Linked DNA regions of Mus musculus: all the other regions are linked to region 1. The links are chromatin contacts, called in public HiCAR-type and promoter capture Hi-C maps. All regions are on one chromosome and are shown on one strand. The core of a region is the stretch at or near the end of the contact, and the rest is flanking DNA. Distances in the headings are between cores, read along the strand shown. Region 1 holds the start of 4930517E11Rik (RIKEN cDNA 4930517E11 gene). Region 2 holds the start of Bloc1s6os (biogenesis of lysosomal organelles complex-1, subunit 6, pallidin, opposite strand). Region 3 holds the start of Ctxn2 (cortexin 2).

Region 1 (2,589 bases), core at 28-2,527:
GGGATTACACGATCTCTCAGGGCCCTTCCTGTTTAATTGAATAAATCATTCATTAAACACTTACTGTGAGCCTGCCATATGCAAGGGAATTTTTCTAAGAGCTATGATGGATTCAAAGAGCTGTTTAGTCATCATTGGGTCAAATAGTGAAGCACGTGGTTTGTCCCTTCTGTTGAAGGGCCCATCTGGGCACCCTAGAGGAATGGCTGCTGGCCAGGAAACTCAAGCAAGTAGGACTTGCCAAATCTCCTTCCTCCCTTTCATCTTGGTTTTACCCCTTCCCTAAATTTCCTCAGGAGAACACCACCTGTCTGCACCCCACTCCCTGTGGTCCCTACTCTCAGCTTTTCAGTGTGAGAATCACTTCACCTGATAATCTCATACGTGCCAGAGCCCTCAAAAAGGAAGTGCTGGACTGCACGTAAGAAGCCAGCAAGTTAATGGTGTCCTTCAATCTTTGATTTCTTTTTACATAGTACTTACTCCAACCAGGAGCTGATCCAGACTAAATCAAGAAAAGAGAAATAAGATCATCATTTGTCAAAGCTTGTTGGTGTTAAACTAAGGGCCATTATCTCATTAAACCTTCACAAACAGCCATGACAACTGTTTATTATCCTCAGAGATGAACCTGGACAGGAAACAGCCAGTGAAGCTGCCACCAGTCACAAGCACCGGGGAAGGAGTAATTGCCTGTCCTACAGGCACGGTCTCATTGAGCTAGACATCACTAATTAGGTTAGACTGGCTGGCCACTGAGCCCCAGAGATCCTCTTGCCTGTTCGTCTTATTTCCTTGGTGGTAAGAGTGCAAACCTGCACCAGTGCACTGAACTTTTACATAATCCTTGCGATTGAACTAAGGTCCTCGGGCTGGCAAGGCAAACACTGCCAAGTTAGCCATCTACCCAGACCCACAGTGATTTGTATCACAGAAACATCTATTCACCTTGTCACATGTCTTTCGTGCTGTAGCAAAAAGACTGCAATACACTGAGCAACCACTAGGTTAATCTGGGAGTCTCCCAGGCAGATGAACACCCTTGTAATCCTGCATCTTATATATAGATATTTTTCCTTTATACACAAATGGCTGGCTACATATCTGTAGCAGAGCCACCATTGCTTAGATCAGTGCATGTGACTCTGAAAGTGTCTCCATAAGACACCACTTTCTTCACAGCTGTAAGAGGCTGTCCATCACCATAAGATTCCTGCCCATTCAATAAGATTCTATTGGAGGGTAGAGCTTCCAGGGGCCTAAGTTCTATCTCCATGGTGTGTCCACATGCAAGAATGCAGGTAACAAAATATATGAAACTTTAGAATGAATTTGTTTGCTGGTCATGGTGGTAGATGCCTGTTAACTCCTGCACTCTGGAGGCTGAGAGAGGAGAATAACGAGTCAGAGGGAACAGAGAAATGCAAGACTGGACTACATAGCAAGGCATGGGTTTAAATGGTCTAAAAAAAGACCAAATGCAAACAAAGAGTAGATTTTTGAATAGTCTTTTCTTATTATATGTAGGTAGATGGTGGCTATTGCTCTACTAATGTATTGTGCCTGATCTGTTATTATTCTTTTCAGCCTTAGCCCTACACAAATTGAAATGTTCAACGTTGACATTTTAGCTCCATTCACGGGCACTTTCCTATCAAACACTGCTTTCAGTTTTCAAGAACAGAACTTGGTGCCTCGTGCTACCCACATTTATTTTAGTATCATGCACTACCACAGGGTTCTATAGAATTCTATTCGATACCTCACTGTATCAATTAGCTACTGCTGAATAACAAATTGCCTTAAAAAGTAATGGCTGAAAATAACCATCCATTTATGCAACTCATGATTGTGTAGATCCAAAATACTCTCATCTCGGCTGTACTTCTTGATGGATTTGTGGTTGGCTTGAGGTCTTCTGTACATCAGCTTTAGTGATCTTGGTTGTGTTTCCATTTGTCTAGGACCTTGCCTAGGACAAATGATCTGGCTTGGCACTGATCCACAGAGTGTCTCATTTTCCAATGGGTCAGCATGGGCTTGTTCATCACTGTAAGGCAATGCTCCACTACAGCACACAGAACCAGGCAAGGTGTCATGTCCCTTGCTTTGAACTTGCATAGTCTCAAACACAGTCTTAGACTGTGGTTTTCTGACAGGGTTTCAGTTAACCCAGCCTTACCTCAAACTTGCTATGTAGCCACAGATAACCTTGTACTCCTGATCTTCCTTCCTCTGCTTTCTAAATGCTGGAATTGTTGCCTGGAGAGATGGCTTAGGGCTTAAGAGAACTTGCTGCTCTTTCAGAGGTCTGGAGTTTGGTTTCTGAAACCCACCCTGGTCTGCTCACAGCCACCTGTAACTCCTAATCTAGGTAATCTAGTGCCCTCTGGATTTAAGGGCATCTATAACTCCCCCACAAACACACACTCAATCTGATTTTAAAAAAATGTCAGAATCCTGGGGTTACAGATGGGCATTGACACATCCAGCTCCCAGTACATTCAAGAAATAGGCCTTGATATTCCTTTCCAAAAACCACATTCCTAATTAGAATCTGGGATCCATTCTAAAAGCAATCACAATCAC
Region 2 (2,589 bases), core at 52-2,551, 1.4 Mb after region 1:
GGGAGATAGATGCTAATGCCCTGCGGAATCCTCTACATGAAACAGAGGGAACTGAATCCAAGAGTGCAAATTCAGTTTCATGGGAGAGTAAGCTCACACCATTATCAAGAAGATCAGACAGCTGAGGCTAGGGATCTAGCTCTGTAGTAGAGCACTTGTTTAACATGAAATAAGTCCTGAGTTGAACCTGCAGCTAGCACCTATCCCTATCTCTGCCCTACTCTCTGACATCTGCTTTTATTTATATGCATACCACCCATTCGTTATGTGCAGAAAGAGAGAAAGAGGGGGAGAAGGGAGGGGAAGGGAGAAAGAGAGAGGCCCAGGTTCCAAGTAGGTACTACAGAGTATTACTAATGTGACTGAACAAGTCATGAAAGGGATATGTCATTAAAGAAAAGCACTGCCAGGAAATGCTGGGTTATTTGTAGCTTCCTATTTCTGAAACGCAGAGATTATTTTTAGAAGCTCCATCTAGCTTCTCTCATATGAACCAATGCTCACAGAAAATGATTTGAGTGGTGTTTTCAATCTCACAAAAACGATGGTATAAACAGTGCCCATCTGCCTATATAGCAAATTAACTGCTTCGTCCAACGGACGCCTTCGGGCATCAATGCTTAAATTTCTTCTGGAAATGTGCGGACGGCTGCTGGAGTCTCGGATGAAGTAATGTCACCTAGGAGGTCAGAGTATTTCATGAGTAGACACTATTGTACAGTTTCCTAAAAATCTACCTTCTCTCTGGCAGACTGATCGCCAACCACTAACCCTGTGACAAACAGTTGAAAAGCAACACAAACGCAAACCTTTAACACAAACCGCACCCAACAGTGCGTTTCCTCGCGGGACCAGGGTTGCCTGGCCAGGATGCTCTAGGCAGGAGGGTCGCCTGCGCTGGAGTCCCACCCACTCGAACCCGGCCCCTGTGGGCAGTCGCCCCGCAAAACAGCCGTACCCGGCGTGGGCTCGCCGGCCTCCAGGCTGTCGGAAGGCCCCGTAAGGACCCCGTCTGGAGGCGGTGGCTCAGGAACACTCATATCCCCGCACTGGGCGCTGCGTGAGGCGAGTGCTGTGGAGAAGTCACAGGCAAAGAAACCTAACGCGTTCCAGAGTCCATCCGGACGAAAGCCGCCGAGGCACACGGAAGTGACGAAAGCGGAAAACCTCGCTTTCCGACGCAGAACGTTACTGCAAGTCCGGAACGCCCGCCCCCCCCCGCCCCCCCCGTGTCAGCGCCCTAGGCGCAGCCGTGCGCGTGCGGGTTCGGTTTCACAGAGGGTGGCCGGCGGAACCCGGAAGAGAGGTTAGAGGACCGGATGTCGCCATAACCGTGTGAATGTCCCCAGTGTTGTGTCCAGTTTATAACTCGGGCCGCTAAGTGAGTCAATACGAACTCTGAGCTTGAGCGTTGCTGAGGATCTCTTCCAGTGCTTGGAAATGACGTAAAGGCTTTCTTGGAGCATCATTTGGACAAATTAAGTCAAATTACCAAAAGCACATGCTGGGCTCCTGTAAGATGATATCATGAGTTCTAAAGGAAAGTATGTAGACTTGGACAGACTCAGCTCCACAGCAAATGTAAGGATTCTCGACCCTTTTGTAAACTCTGACCTCTAGTAGCATCTCTAGTTGCTCCTCAGGTTACCTGTTCAGTTTTCCATATTGTAGCCAAAGCTATCTCAAAAAAAAAAAAAAAAACTAATATAAATAAACAAATAATGCCATGCCCCTGGAATGCACTGGCTCCCTATTGTCACCATCTTATGTTCAGTTTCACTTTAGCCACTTTTCAAGGGTAACTTCTCAACTCTCCACGGTAGAATGTCCACAGACTAATCCTTGAGACTTCTAAATATATTAGAGGGCATGGCAACGAATAAAAGCTACTAGTTAACATAACCTTAAAATAGGAAGGGTACTCCAAGGACCCAAGGTAACAGTCTGTAAAACTGATGGGGTGGGGCTGTCTGAAAAAAGATTTGATTACAAAGGATGATTAAACAAACACTGATGGGTTTGAAGACAGAGGAAGGGAGTCATTATTCTGGATGGTGGGTGACCTCCAGAAAAATTGGTAACCAATTCCTCCCCTAAAGCTTTTGTAATGGAACTCAACCCTGTGAGGTTGCTGAACTATAGAATGTGTAATAATTAGTGTTGTCATACAAATAGGAAAACAATTTATTACTCTTCAAACATCTTGTGCAATCTGGGCATTGTACGCTGTCCATTGTGCTTGTTCCTGTTTCAAACTAGAGTATCTTTTTCAAAGGCCTATTCATCTTTTAAGTGCTCTAGGATAATATCTTTTTTATTGTTTTGTTTCACAAGGTGAGGTGTCCTGTAGCCTAATCTGGCCTTAGACTCAATATGTAATTAGGGATGGCCTTGAATTCTTGGTCCTCCAGCAGACACGAGCCAGCACACTCAAACACACCTTTACTGTGGACACCATTCATTATCTCATTATTTCCTCCCTTTCATTCAGCAGTCACAGTGAAGACATTTCACAACAACAAACATCCTCCTGCCATTTAGCACTGAGCTCCTCCTTGCATTCATTATTTTATGTTTTCTTCTTTTGAA
Region 3 (2,589 bases), core at 53-2,552, 1.0 Mb before region 1:
ATACAGGGCTCTCTAAGTCCTGATGAGTCATAGCATTGGCCCATGGCAGTACCTGTAGATATCAAAGGGCCCTATGTCATGGAGTCACTTTGTAGTTAGCAACAAATAACTGACAACAACAACAACAACGTCCTCTGTGCTCAGTTGTTTACATCATATTATTGCCAGTAACTGACTAAAGAGAGTATTTTTATACCTGCTATGTAACCTTTCGTGTTCATGAGTAAATGTGGTAGGTAAATTTTTTACTGTGAATTATTTACTGATTAGGAGCTATCAAATTCATTTTTCAAAAAACGGTTATTTAATTGCCACAGATTAGCATGCAGTTGCAGAAGCTAATGGTAAAGTGTAGGCACCTCCTAAGAACCTCCCATGTCTTTATTTTAATCAACAGGTTTTCCTTCTTGTTTATTTATCTAGCAATAACATCATAAACATTAAATCTGAAATAGTTATACTTGGAGTGCAAGATGATTGCACTCTAATGAGAGGATACTTGTAATTTTATGAAACAAGACATGCAAACTCAAGCTTAAAAAAAAATCACAAGCTCTTCTGTACAAAAACAACAGACCCTTCATCAAATATAAAGGTTGCTAAATCCTGTTTAAATAAGCAATAGCAGAAAGCACTACTGAGGCCACATCTGTACACAGCTATCATTTAGGAATGGATGTGTTGGAATCAAAAGAAAACCTTAAATTACAAACCCAGATGTCTTCATCATGCTGAAGTGCATGCATTTTGGTTTCCTAGAGTTCCAAAACCTCGGATCTTCAAGAATCTACCCCAAAGCTCTGGAGACGTCAACCTTGAGAGATTTTCCTTAAGAGAACAACTGGCTGGCTCCTCAGACACCCATTCCTTCCAAAGCACTGGTCGATCTGAAAATTCTCAACATGTCTCACTAAAGAAGCCTAGACCATTGCTAGTGTTCTACCTTGCGTTGTCGCCAGTTGCCTTCTACATATTAAACTGCAGGAAGCATGGAAACTTCCTACAAGACACTATGGGAGAAACATCAGCAATCTGTATACACACAACACGTTTTCTTTCTTTCTTTTTTCTTTCTTGACAGCATCAGCAGCTGCAGAGGCATTCGTTTCTTTTTAGAATTTGAGCTCACCAAACCTACAAGCTCTCCCTGCCCCCCACTCGGCTCTCCTGTTTCTAAAATCCAAGAGAAAAAGGACACCTTCTCCTGGGGACTGGCGCTGGAACCCTGTTGGTGAATGCTGAGGAAGGGGGAGAAAGTTACTTCGCAGGCAGCAGGGATGGATGGGCTCACCTTCCATGTTTGTTGCCATGGAGATGAATTCCAGCCAGTAGACTTGTTGGCAGGTTTGTCTGTGCTCGCCGATCTCGGTTCGTGTAAACGGCGTGTTCTGAGGACCTGCGTGGAGTCACAGGACCGTGGGTAGCGCTTTCCTGGCCTACGTGTGTAAATAATGTCTGTGTCTGGGTGAGAGACAGGACACGGGCAGCCGCGGAAGGACCCGTGCGCGAGTGTTTGCAGGAAAATGTGTGTGCATGTGTGCCTTTCTCCGATGTGACAATGTGTAAATATTTGCGAGTATGTAGATGTGAAAGCAACGAGGTGGGACGTGAGATAGGGAAGGGACTAACAGCAGCAACAGGGTCTGGTTTTCAGGTCCGTCAGAAAAAGCAGAGACCAGGGCTCGTTTTCACTCACATCGCATCCTGAAGCTTAGCAATCGGGGTTCGTCACTATTTGTGCATCTTGGGGTAGTGAGGATTTAATTAATTCATTGCGAAAATCCTTGTCTCTGTTATGTCCCCAGCTGTGCCGAAGGCATTTCGCTGTGAGTGGAAACAGCAGTCCCGGGTTGTTAGAAGGCACTAGATTTTTATGTTTCCTTTGATCAGACAAAGGAAAAAAACGGTGTGAAAAGTGCACTGGTTTAACCGAATACTGATGCGTCACTTAGTCTTTTGGTGTTCATTTCCACTACCCACGCCCCCTTTACTCCACCCCACCCCTTCCCGCAGACGCCCTGGAGCTGTCCGCAGTGCTGAAACGCTGAAGCTGACCTCTTTCCTGCAAGAAGATACTGAACTACCATTGTGACAAAACCATTAGGTAGATGCGGTGCAGGTTTTCTAAAACGTGGTTGAATATTCACATTGTAAACAGACCTCACTGGAAGCAAAGCAGAACACGTTAAAGCAACACAGCCACCGGCCCTCTCACCTCTCCTCGAGAGGTTCCTCCACACTCACCTTTAGTATTATTAACAGCCATCATGTTTTGTCACGATTCCCAGAACCTATCCTTGGCACGCACCTGTAGATTCCCTACGAACTTAATTGCTCATCTTATGAACTCTTCAGTCGTTAATATTTGAGAAAATGCAGATACAGAATTTGTACATTATCATTGCTGCTGTTGTTATTTAGTGGAGAACTTGGGCGTGACGATATTTGACAAATTTTATGACTATCTAGAGTATTATCACTTAGGAAATGAAACAGTCTTACAAAGATGTTGCACAGAGTGTCAGCCACAAATGGAATATCTACATCATTTCCTTCAAATCCCAAAGACTATTGAGGGAGAGGAAGAGG

The links. Promoter capture Hi-C pulls out the DNA fragments that hold promoters and counts their contacts. HiCAR-type assays count read pairs that join an accessible place to other places.
Region 2: a HiCAR-type map of astrocytes shows a contact between it and region 1, with 4 times the contacts expected there. The contact joins the promoter of Bloc1s6os here to the promoter of 4930517E11Rik in region 1.
Region 3: a promoter capture Hi-C map of pre-B cells shows a contact between it and region 1, with 3 times the contacts expected there. The contact joins the promoter of Ctxn2 here to the promoter of 4930517E11Rik in region 1. A contact is called at or near these places in 8 of 39 promoter capture datasets (the C10 cell line, cranial neural crest, frontonasal cranial neural crest and 5 more) and 9 of 115 datasets of contacts at active chromatin or transcription factors (astrocytes, craniofacial prominence, embryonic forebrain and 6 more).

Annotation. Positions count from the first base shown.
Region 1 is chr2:124,128,644-124,131,232 of GRCm38.p6, reverse strand. It overlaps 4930517E11Rik (RIKEN cDNA 4930517E11 gene), which reads left to right and starts at 1,277. Exons shown (of 3, transcript NR_040611.1): 1 at 1,277-1,301. It also overlaps a transcript of Sema6d not described here.
Region 2 is chr2:122,737,074-122,739,662 of GRCm38.p6, reverse strand. It overlaps Bloc1s6os (biogenesis of lysosomal organelles complex-1, subunit 6, pallidin, opposite strand), which reads left to right and starts at 1,301. Exons shown (of 2, transcript NR_156706.1): 1 at 1,301-1,581. It overlaps Bloc1s6 (biogenesis of lysosomal organelles complex-1, subunit 6, pallidin), which reads right to left and starts at 1,158. Exons shown (of 5, transcript NM_019788.3): 1 at 959-1,158. The coding sequence starts at 1,040.
Region 3 is chr2:125,135,405-125,137,993 of GRCm38.p6, reverse strand. Ctxn2 (cortexin 2) reads right to left here and starts at 1,302. Exons shown (of 2, transcript NM_001162934.1): 1 at 714-1,302.